Regions from separate parts of the Mus musculus genome. Here region 1 is linked to region 2. Evidence: chromatin contacts called from public HiChIP or PLAC-seq data. All regions are on one chromosome and are shown on one strand. The core of a region is the stretch at or near the end of the contact, and the rest is flanking DNA. Distances in the headings are between cores, read along the strand shown.

Region 1 (6,490 bases), core at 3,443-5,942, 170 kb after region 2:
TGCTGTAGCTGCTGCAATCGTGTTTGACAGGTTACAGCCCGTTCTTGCTAGTAGAGGACGTGGCGAGGCACATCAGGCTGGGACAAACCAAGCTGGTCCTTTAGAACAGTTTCTCAGAACAAAAGGGGCAGCAAGCAAGCAAATAATAAATAATAAATAATAAATAAATAAATAAATAAATAAATAAATAGAGAGGGAGCTGATCCCCTGACAACTGAGAAGAGAGACTTCAATTATGCTTTAAGACGAAGGTGATAATTGATTTGTATTCTGAACCGGCAGATGTGGTGACTGATCAAAGAGTACCGGGTACAGTTCTATTCCTCAGATGTGAAATCGCCAGGTAAGTGAAGCTTTGGGTTTCTAACTGTCCACAGCTTTTTAATTCTTCTTACAATTTTTAACATGAACGGTGCTCTATAAAATATTCCATCAAGTGTCCATATTCAGCCAAGATGAATAAGGGTCAGACACACAGTCCTACAGGAGAGATTACCACTGGACATGATCTAGACCAGAATTCCTTTCAGCCACCAAACAACCTGTAGCACAGTGGTCCCCAGCAGACTGGAGACAAAGGAGCAAAATAAGCCTGCAACTGAGCCAGTATCCTCACAGCCAAGCCTTGGGGCTGAGAGGGGAGAAGAGACACCCGGGCAGAATGCTGCTGTGGTCCAGAGTCACATAGTTGGAACTGAAATCAATGGCTCCCTACCCTGTATTTGACAGCGAGAGTCTGAAGAGAGTTCCAAGCATGGCTGCCTATTTGATGCCAAATGGAAACTCTTGGAATTCAATGATCCACTGATGAATCTGATTTCCTTGGTTGGTTTTTTGTTTGTTTGTTTGTTTGGTTGGTTGGTTGGTTGGTTGGTTTGTAGTAGTTATTGTTGTTGTTGTTTCTTTGTTTGGTCTTTTTCATATAGGGTCTCACTATGTAGCTCTGGCTGTCCTAGAACTCACACTATAGACTAGGCTGGCCTTGAACTTGAAGAGTTATGCCTCTCTAAGCACTGGGACTAAAGGCACACACCCACCATGCCTGGTTCCTCGATTCTTAAGTAGTTAGTGCTCACGGAACTACAGCAGTGGTTCACCCAGTGACAGTCTGGGGTATCCTCCCCACAGCACCAGCATCGTGGGGACAGGCTCCAGCTGCAAGGACTCTCCAGAAGGACTGCTGTGACTTCTGAGTGACAGCTTGCCCTTCCTGACTCTATATCCGTGTCCCAGGGAGGAGAGCTTCCCTGACAAGGGGAGCCTGGCCTGGCACACAGTAATCACTCGGTGAAGAACCACTGAAGTAATTACATATATTCCTCACATTATACTGTGGTTACATCCTGCTAAGCCACATACCTTCAAAATATCCCAGGCAGCCAGATGGCTCTTCAGGTAAAGGTATTTGCTGCCCAACATGATGACCTCAGTTCAGTCCCTGAGACCCCCACAGTGGAAGGAGAAAACTGGATCCCACCAATTGTTCTTTGACCAAATCCACTGTAGCAGGTGCTTAAGCACGCATGGGCTCACATGTGCACACACAAAATAAATAAAACGTTTAAAATGCAATAAGTCGAAAACATAATAAGTTAAAAATGCACTTGATTTCCCCCATCTACCAGATAGTGTTGCTTAGCAACACAGCACGCTGCAGAGTACCAGCTGTTTCCTCTCGTGACTGCGGGCCTAATTGGGAACTACAGCTCACTGCTGCTAGTCGGAATCAAGAGAGAAATTCAGATGGTGCATTGCCAGCTCAGGAAAAGAAACAGATTCAAAACTCCAAGTGTCATTCCTACTGGATTTCTATTGTGTGTTCATTATCATCAAGAAATGAATGAATGAATTAATGAATGAATGAACGAATGAACGAACGAACGAACGGAATACTGTAAGTGCAGACCCATCAAAAGTTATGTCCATTTATACTTGGTAAATGGATCAAGTGTCCTGGCTAACAGAGCCAGCCAGCATGAATCTTCTTTTCCGAAGCCACTCCTCATATTTAGGTCAGGCCGGAGCAGACCAAGAAGAGGTGCTTTAGCAACAACGTCCTTCATAGAGAATGACCCCCCCCCCCAGGGTCCCAAGAACATGGAGATGAGGCTCCTCCCTCCAGTGTCAGGCCAGAGCGCAGAGGAATAGCTCCACAATAGCAATGTCTATCTCTGGTTGAGAAACTCTGGTCTAGATTGCTCACTTCCTTTATAAGAGGACAAAATGCTGTCAAGAAAAATGAATTTCGAGCCCATATGCTAACTCACCTGATACCATGTCCCAGAGAAAGCGCTGTGCTGCGGTCTGCCGAGACTTCGAGAAGGGTAACTACTACAACAGTCAGGCTTGAGAGAGCAGAGGGGAAGGCCTGAGTCAGGCCAGCTTTGCAAGGAAGAGAGGTTTCAGGCTGGCTCAGCGGTCACACACTTACCTACCATATGTCGGGCCCTGAGTTTAATCTGGATGCACACCAATAAAAGGAAGAACAGAAATTAGAAAAAGAGTTGTTCATCTCACAGTTCTAGTGGTTTGAAGACCAAGATATGACAGCTCCATTGGTTTGGTCCCTGATAATCACAGCAGAACTCTGACGTGAGGAAGTAACCACAAGTGTATATACATACATACATACATAATTCACAGGTATGCCCCAGTCAACCCATAAGACCACCTATGGCTTACATGTTCCACATCACCTCCCAAGACTGCCAATGTGGGACCAAGTTCTCACTGCATGAACCTCTGTAGAACAGATACCTGCCCAAGTCATGTGCTGTCTCCATTAACTCCTAAGAAACACCTGGACGGGAAAAAGGGCATTGACAAGATGACCAAACACAGATCTGGCCTCAGTGATACCCAACACCATCTTCCCTTGACCCCGGAAGGAGTACCACAAACTTCCAAAGCACTCAGTAATTTACAACACATCCCACTGGTGCTATCCTGAGAGCAGATCCCCAAGAGACACTGCAGTTGGCAAGTCATTGGTATGCATAAGTGCCCTGTCTTATCTTCGCGCAAAAAAAAAAAAAAAAACACCATCAAAGGGAACCGAGAAGGAGAGCTGACTTCACCCACATCCTCACAAAGCTGGCAGCACAGCGTGCTAACCCAGACGACATCATCATCACGACGGACGCAAGAGAGGAGCCCACTTCTCTAAGACATGCAGTCCATGTGTAAGGAGAGAGCAGGGTGTCTCTCTCCCTGAAGTACTTGTCCAAGAAAGCAATGGCTAAAGCAGAACCAAGTGGACCCCGGGTGGGGTAAGATCTCACCACTCAGACTGTCTCCAGGGACTTGACCCCTTGTAACTACCTGCGTTCTCCATGCCTCAGTTTCCCTCACTGGGTAAAAAGGAGACAAAACAGAAGTCACACCTCCTAACATCATTAAGAGGAAGAAATGAGAGGGTAACAGAAACTCACGCCCAGTATTTACGACCCGCCATTACTTAGCATTGGAGCCATGTTCAGTGTAGCATCCACCAGCCTGTGCTGTATTTTTCAGTAGCTTAGCAACAGGCAGTGTTGAGTCAGAAGCGTAAGGAAAGTCTCAGGCAAAGGCTCTGTATTCACAATCCAGTATCGTTTCCCCTTTACCTGCAATCTGCTCAAACCCTATCTAAGTCCCAACTGTTCTAAGCCCCCATGGAAACAAGGAAGCCTGATGAGCCACTCGCCGGCCCCTCCCTCACCACCCCACGTCACATACCGCTGCTCTCTGCCTCTCCGCTCCATGTGTGACATACAGCCCCATTCTGGAAACCAAATAATCCCAATCCCTGCTCTAAAAGTAAACCGCGGCCCCGTGAGACAGCTCAGTGAGCTGAGGTCCTTGCTCAAAGGCTGATGAACATCTTTCTATGTTTCAGCCCCAAATCCCATGGCATCAAAGAACCAGGGCCATAGAATTGACCTCTGACCTACACACACACACACACACACACACACACACACACACACGAGGCATGCATGCATCCACGAATGCTCACACAATCAATCAACGAAAGTTAAGAAGGGAATAAAACAAGCCGGGCTTGGTGGCAAGCACCTTTAAGCCTCGCCCTCAGGAGGCACAGGTGGGCAGATCTCTGTATTCACGGATAGCCTGGGCTACAGAGCAAGTTCCAGGACAGCCAGGGCTATAGAGAAACCCTATTTTGTTGTTGTTGTTGTTTGTTTGTTTGAGACAGGGTTTCTCTGTATAGCCCTGGCTGTCCTGCAACTCACTTTGTAGACCAGGCTGGCCTCGAGCTCAAAAATCTACCTGCCTCTGCCTCCCGAGTGCTAGGATTAAAGGCGTGTGCCACCACGCCCGCCGAGAAACCCTATCTTGAGGAGGGGAAAAAAAACAAAACAAAACAAAAACCCAAAGTCTGTAACAGATGCCATCAGAGCTGCCCTGCTCCCAGATCAACGATGCTAACCAGGACCTGAAGCGAAGCCTTATGTGTTGTCAGTAGCTTACAAGAGACAAGTGAGCTTGACAGCTCTCCACTGTGGCCACGACTAGGGAAGGAGACGCTGGTGTTTCCTGTGCTTGGCATTCTAGTCCCAGGAGCCTCACAGAGCACCGAGGGGAGCAGAGTGAGGCCATCAAGATTCTCTTTCAGATCGGGAAGGCGGACCACGGCAAAGCAGAGAAGCTGCAACACGAGGACCACGGGACCGCTGGTCGCCTAATCAGTGGCCGCACGAGTCACCATGCTTCCTCTGCAAACTCAGGATAAGGGCAGAAACTCAGTGTGTCTTCCTTGTTCAACTTCTCTTTCCGGTGCGGAAGGGACTGTTCCGTTTTTCATCGTTTAAAAAAGAAAAAAAATCAGCTGTCAAGTGCTCGGATCATCACAACTGAAGGACACTGAAAACGTGACACAGAGGATTGACTAAGGCACTGCTGAAGGGACCCTGTATCCCAAGGATTGCTGAAGTATAAGCACTAACACTTAGTGAAAATGCAAAATTTATCAAAAAAGAAAAAAAACCCCAGCACTTTACCCGATATTTCCCAGCCCCTAGGAAACAGAAATGTGTTCTGCTACTAATCTCTAGCTAGCAGAACATAGATGATAAACTTGGAGCACAGGTTAGAGATAGGAGAGCTACAATGTAGAAAGAACCTCCGTTCCATAATAGTCATTTAGGAGTCAACTTCATATAGAAAAAAAAAAAAAAAAAAAACCTAACCTTTTGTTCAGTTAAGCCAATGTGTTTTGGACTTTAATTTAGGATTCGGTCTTTGGACACACCAATAAAGAATATGAATTTTACTAAAGAAAAACATTTCTGAAATAAATAAAATACAAATATTCCAATGAGGTCGGGAGGGGGGGATCCAGACCCCAGCCGTTGTAAGAGTGGACTTATAGACGAGGGACAGGTTACATTGGATTACCAAACGAGAACCTTAAGAGTCAGAGGACTCTTGCTCAAGTGACCTAATTTCTGTAGGAATTGCTAAAAACTGCTTGGGCTTAAAGGTCAAAGATGAGGGATGAACAAGTTGATCAGCTATCAAGGAGAAAGAGCAGGCAGCACTGCAGGGTTCTTCTAAGACCAGAACTGGGCAGGTAAGGAGGCCTGGGTCAAAGCCGAAGCCAGTGGCAGACAGCACAAAGGAGCTGGATTCCAGCATGGCCAAGAAGCGCCTCTGGGAAGATGGGGTCCTCAGCATCTTCATTTTAACAAGCTCCCTAGGATTTAGGAAGGGAGACGCAGTGGTTGGATAAAGGACCTGCACCAGGCCACACACACACACAAATATGAAAGCACCACACCTTGAAGTCACACCAGTGACACCTCGACTCTGACTCAGAGCTGCAATGAACTGAGGTACCCAAACCCAGACTCGAGCATATCTCACGCGTACCTGCTCCCAGGATTTAACCACTTTGGGTAGCGGCCACAGAAATCACAATTGCCTGATGGGCAGAAGCCATAGGTCCCGCTCTTCATCTCACGACTCTAACTTTGAACAGGGAAGCGTCACTGACAGCCCTGTGAAGGACGTGGCCGGGCCTGCACATTCCCTAACCACTTCTGACCATTGGGAATAATTAGGCCTTCTCATAACAGACGAGAGATGATAAACAGGTATTTCAGGGACTACTCCACAGATGCTATGAAACCAGAAGAAGTGGAGAGAAGTAATCTCTTCCCACAGAGCAACTCCCTTGGAGAGCCGCAGCCCACAGAGCTCTTTAGAACTGGCTGTTGCCCCTGCGGGCCAATCCGTCCTCAGCACTGCGCTTCAGGATTGCGTTTTTAAAATGAAATTTTATAAGTCAGTGTTTGGGGGCAGAGCATGAGCTAAACCACACATGTGGAAGTCAGAAGATAATTCTGTGCAAGCAACTCTCTCCTTCCTCTTTTCCATAGGTCCTAGGAGCCAAACTCAGGTCACCAGGCCTTCACAGCAAACACCTTTACCTGCTGTGCCATCTCGCCAGCGCAAAGGACCAGTGCAATTGCCAGGAGGAGAAATC
Region 2 (5,733 bases), core at 3,234-5,733:
AGTGAGTCCCGGGAGGCAGTGTCTCTGAGGCCAGGTGTCAGGTCTAGACAGACAGACAAGACAGACAGACCGACCACACACACACACACACACACACACACACACACACACAAACCTACCTTAACACACCCCTTCTAGAAATCCACAAAGGAGGGCTAACCCCAACCCCACACCACACCCCCTCAAACAGCACCCTTGAACAAGCTGCATGCTAACAACCAACGCACCCAGTCTTAAGCAGCTCTATCAAAACCAGGGCAAGGAGAGGCTCAAGGCGGCCAGGACCAGTACAGCCTCCAGGTCTCCAGGAATGCATCCATGTGCAGCAGTGAGCCACTCACAAACCACCAACAGCTTGTTTGTTTAACGAGAACACTTGAGAGCATTATGTGGCCCATGCCAAGGGACAGGTGACCCCCAAATAGGGATAGCATAAGACAAAGATGCTCTGCAAGGCAAAAGTGGCAACATTTGGGGGCAAAAACTCATGTGATAACTTGTTATTAAAAAATTCACATGATCTGTACAAGCTCAAACCAGACCAAATCCCCAGGATGAAAGGGTGGAGTAGGCACCCCGAGCTCACCCCAGCTCACCCCTAGCTCAACCTAGCTCAGGCTAGCTCACCCCTAGCTCAACCTAGCTCAGGCTAGCTCATCCCCTAGCTCAGCCTAGCTCAGGCTAACTCAGCCTAGCTCACCCCTAGCTCAGGCTAGCTCACCCCTAGCTCAGCCTAGCTCACCCCTAGCTCAGCCTAGCTCACCCCTAGCTCAGCCTAGCCGGGGAGCTACTGGTATTTGACTGCTGCTGTGAGAGGGGCATCTCTTTGCTCTAACGATGAGACATCTGGTTTATCAGTCATACTCCAGGGTGAGCAGGCTCCACACCAAGGAGCAGTCTCCAACACAAACTTGACTCAATGGGTTAAAAGAGAGACAAAGAGGAAGTTAGAGATGGCGTGGGAAGAGACAAACAGATAGACAGACAGACAGGTGGGTAGGGAGGGAGGTGGAAAAAGATCTGGAGGAGTTGGGGGATGGGCAAGTATAATCAAAATAGGTTATATAAAATTCTCCAAAATATTAATAAAAACACTTTTTTCAAAACTAGGAGATCAGTCAGGAAATATTTGTAAAAATGGAGATGACGAACTTTTCCAGGTATTCCCTTAAGCCCAAAGAACTCCGTAAAGGCACCGGGTTTAGCTTAGCTGAAGAAATGACTGGCTCAGTCACTGCGACACTAAGGTGGCTGCTGCCATCATTTTTCCCTTGCAGGGCAGTAATCTGTATTTTTACCTAACTCGCTGGTTGGCTTACCAACAAAATTCTTATCAGGACCCCTGCCCCCCTCCAGCATATTATTCCTCGGTGCCTAAGAATGGAAATTTTAGTTAAAGGACAACAGAAGCCATCGATAATCATCCTGAATCCGAAAGCTTTGTATTCCTCCAAAGAAATAGCGTCCAATATTAAAAATGTCTTGCGAGAAAACCAGCTAAGAAGCCTGAAAGATTCGATGGTTGCTGTGCTTATAAAGAGAAACGCGTTGCGGATAAAGACTTCCATCGTCTGTCTGCACGTGCTCAGAACTGGACAGAGAGAGTGACTGGCGAGCAGATGGAATGGATTTCTGCAGACTGAGCAGGGAGAGAGCATGAGGTGGGAGCACTACGGCCACAGGCGACTCCGAGGGGTAATCATGGTAATTATGGGCAAGGAGTTGCCTTCTGCATAGAAGCAAGAACACCGACTCCTGAAGAACTTAGCCTTATCTTCCCTGTCAAGTTCCTTGTCTTACACCTTTCCCCTGAAAGAGTTTAAGCTCCTCCCACAAACAGTGACCCCCTCCAGCCACTGCCAGGCTGATGCACTGTCTGAGCCCTGCCCCCCCAGCCCCACCCCCGTCCCCCCAAGAGAGGCTGCTTTGATTGGCTGAGTTATGTTTCCTGATTTTTATTTGTTTATCTGGGCTGGTTTTCAGAGACAGGTTAAGACAGCTTAGGTGGCCCAAACTCTTGATCTTTTATCCTTGGCCTCCCAAGTGACTACGGGATTACCAGGGTGAGCCACCAAGCCTGGTCACATTTTTATTTTTGTTAGTGAAAGAATCAACTCAGATGGAAAAGTAATAACGTGGATTATTTTCTACAAAAGAAACCAGTAACTCCGGTGTTGGCAAACATTTAGGGCAGCTTGAGGCCCCGTGCACTTGGCATTTCTGGCTGCTCGGAGTGGGAATAAATGCTTCAGAAAGCAGTTATGTACAACCGACTAAAGCTGGGTACGCAGACGCCTTGTGGCCCACTATATGAATTCACGGTATAGAACCAACTGAACATATTCATATGCTCAGCAAAACTGAGCCAGAACACACATGGTAGCAGCATTCAAAAGAGGGATTTATTTATTTTTATTTTTTGCATGTGTTTTATCTACAGGTATGTCTGTGCACCGTGTGTGCTGTACTGGAGGAGGCCAGAAGGGGGTAGCAGATTCCCCAGAGACTGGAATTAAAGAAAGGGGAATCAGTTCTGCTTCCTCCTATGAGGACCTCAGCCCACCTCAGCCATGGGCAGGGTCATTCGTTCTGATGTCAGACAGGCTACCTCCATCCATCTCTCCTTTAAGAAGTGGGATGAAGGGGGTGGGAGCAGGGTTTTAGCTTAGTGTTGCTTACCCAGCGTTCCCAAGGCAGAGCTGAGTGTGGGGGTGCATGCCTGTAAGCTCAGTGCCAGAAGACAGTCACAGGAGACCAAAAGGCTTGATGGCCAGTCTAGCCTCGCCTAATCAGAGAGTTCTGGGACAATGAAAAGGCCCTGTCTCTAAAATAAAATAAAATAAAAGTGGATGGCTCCTGTTCCCTGGCTTAAACACACAAATGCACTGGCACATACATGAAAAAATAAATAAAATACAATCAAAGGCAGAGGAAAATGTCAGTCCCCTATAGCCAGAGACACATGTGACGGCAGGTTTAAGAGACTTTTAGCCATCAGCCCCTTTAACCACTGACATGTCTTAGCCATCTAAGTGGCTGAAGGCGTTTCCATTAGTGAGAAATTTTGCTCCCGCTGTCCTGTCTAAATAAAACATTCCCCGTCGTTAAGCTGAATTCATTTCAGAGCAGAACAACTCACTAAATGGGCTCTTGAGTAAAGTCGGTCCTCGGCTCAAGGGAGCCTGGTCCTGATGAGAGGGTGGGAAACCTTCGTGCTGACTACTCTCGGCAGCTACCTCTGTGGAGAAAAGTCTTGAAATACCTCATCAGTTCATGGGCTCCAGAGTTCTGAGATGACCCCAGCAGACTACTAACGTAATACAGCGGAGTCCAGGGTGGCCTCTCTATAAACTGAAGTCTAAAGCCTTACACTTGGGAAAGTGGCTCAGCCCACTAACCTTATAGGAGGCAAATGTCAGAGACATGATCTAAGAGATTGCTCATCACCCAAGTCCAGGGGCCACAAAGGTAGGAAGGAGAGACCCCCACACCTACCCGTACACCCTGGCTCACCCTCGCCCGGCCACCCTGGACAGCCCACCTTGACAGCCATCCCCTACGTCACTCTATGACAGTGGCCAGGTAGAGAATGTGACTCTTCTGCTGCCTTCTGTGGATGCTATAAATACGACATGAAGTTCAGCGAGGGGAAAAGAGAAGTCCTTGCCAACAGATAATCAGCAAAAAAGATGTATTTGCATAAGAGCCCTTCTGTGCTCAGAGATATGATGAAGCTCGGGGCTTCATTATGTATTTAAATAGATCTAGCTGCAGATTACCCACCGCACGGAGGACCCTTGGTGATTTCACACAATCAATGGTTTACGTGAGCGGCAGGAAGGGAGGCTCGATTTAAACTGGAGAAACGAAACCCTAGAAAACAAAGGCCAGACTGGGGAACTGAGACTCGGGGTGCACAGAGTTGACAGAAGCACGAGAATTAATTCTGCAGAACGTTAAACGTCTATTTTTACTTTTAAAGGAACAAAAAAGGAAGGAAGGAGAGCGTCCATCTTTAAGAGGCTGGATAAAATGAGAGTCCTGCGTGGATTCTTCGAAGGCCTTTCCCTCTTGGTCCTGTTCATCCTGTGTATGAGTTCTGTAAATATAAGCCTTAATGAAGTGCTCATTTTTAATATCTGGGGAACCTAACATGAAAGTTCTCCACCCCCACGGGAGGTCACACAACAGTGCACACAGGCTCACTCACTTCCCATCCCCAACTGAGGGTCATTTTTTTATAGAAGCAGAGTTAAGTATAGGAAGTCAGTAGCAGAGAGGCAGGGGCTGCTAGCCACAAGCAAAGAAGTACATGGTTATCAGTCTCTGAAGACAAAGCTGAGGGCCCCTGAGAAAACACCACAAAAGCTATCAACTGAAGTGCCTACACAGAAGGCCACCGGGCGTCTCCCTAGGCGGTGAGGGGGAGGGTAACTGACCACAAGCGGATCGCGGCCAGGCAGGCTGAGGTGGCTCATGACTAACTGTGGGCAGAGCCTTAGATCACCAGGTATTGGGTGCGAGTCTCCAGCTGAAAGTCAGAGAGGCTGGAAGCAAGACAGAGACGCTGGAGCTCCTCTAAACCTCCGGCCTCCCCAGAAAAGCCAGCGGACCTGGAGCTGGAACCTTGTCACGGTGAAAGGGGAGCAAGGTGGTGGAGAGACAGAGGTGGGCTGTCCCTGTCACAAGTCCAACCCGCTGAAACCAGCCTGCGGCAGAGCCAAACCACAGAGTAACTTCTGGCCCTGTCACATTCTCTTCCCCATTAGGTGCCTGGAGGCAGCTCTGCCCTGGCCCGACACCTCGGGAGGCCCCAGACTTTGAAGCGCTTCAGTGTCCCTGGTATGGCTTGAACATGACTCCCTGCAAAACCTCATGTCTACCCTGGTATCCAAAGTAATTGTGTCCAGTGGAGGGCCCTGGGTCAGAGGCAGAGCCCTCCTGAGGGCATTGCTGCCTGAGGAAAGCCCTGCTCTCCTGGAATTAGATCCCGTAACACAAGAGCGGGTTCTCACATTCCCGGCAGGAGCTGAGGTTGAACATGCTGCCACCAAAAGCTGTTTTCCAGGGGCATCCTGGGAGCAGAGATTCAATCCACAGCAGTGGAAAAACAGGACTCTGTTATAAACCAAATCAACACACTTTCGGCCAAAGTCGAGACCTGAGATAGAGTTTGCCCCGCCTGTATAACATAGGAGGATCTGGATCCATCGGGAGGGCAACAAACTCATTTCAAAGGCAAAACCCACAAAGACGACATTTAAAAGAAATTAAGGTTCTGTGTTTTGTCTTTGGGTGGAAAAGTCTACCAAGTAAGTGGGGGAGGGTTATGGGGTCAGAGTCAACGCTGTTGTGGGGATTAAGTTAGCGGACTCAGAATGAGCTGACAGTACGGCTGAGAGGAAGGACGGTGTGCGAGAGGGGAATGGATACATTAAAGCTCACTGCAGGCTGCTCAGGCAGGCTGGCCACAGGCGCACAGGATGCACAAGTCTACAAATACCAAGGAAAACGGCTCAAGTACCTGGGACGGATGTGGCCTCCAGGAGGTCAGATTCATATTCAAACAGGAAAATGGCAAGGGCCACTAGTGTAACAGAACTCTGGCGCTGAGCACTTACAACAGAGCAGAGGGACAGGGGAAAAGCTGGGTACTCCCCAGCCATGGGTCTGAGTGATGGCCAGCAGGCAGGCTGCCCTGCAGGAGGCCCTTGCAGATAGGATGCCCAGAGG

The links. HiChIP or PLAC-seq counts read pairs in DNA pulled down with a chosen protein or histone mark.
Region 1: an H3K27ac HiChIP or PLAC-seq map of microglia shows a contact between it and region 2, with 6 times the contacts expected there. The contact joins two enhancer-like sites. A contact is called at or near these places in 1 of 484 Hi-C or Micro-C datasets (nephron progenitors) and 4 of 115 datasets of contacts at active chromatin or transcription factors (bone marrow-derived macrophages, embryonic stem cells, microglia and 1 more).

Annotation. Positions count from the first base shown.
Region 1 is chr16:90,039,504-90,045,993 of GRCm38.p6, forward strand. It overlaps a transcript of Tiam1 not described here. Among named protein-coding and RNA genes, the nearest start is that of Tiam1, 82 kb to the left of the region's middle. Within about 2 kb of position 4,693, at least 91 of the 459 cell types and tissues checked have an H3K27ac peak or open chromatin away from gene starts, as enhancers often do. A contact at or near this core is called in bone marrow-derived macrophages and microglia, where this site is marked.
Region 2 is chr16:89,867,793-89,873,525 of GRCm38.p6, forward strand. The region is part of intron 6 of Tiam1 (T cell lymphoma invasion and metastasis 1); the gene reads right to left. Among named protein-coding and RNA genes, the nearest start is that of Gm52239, 76 kb to the left of the region's middle. Within about 2 kb of position 4,484, at least 112 of the 459 cell types and tissues checked have an H3K27ac peak or open chromatin away from gene starts, as enhancers often do. A contact at or near this core is called in bone marrow-derived macrophages and microglia, where this site is marked.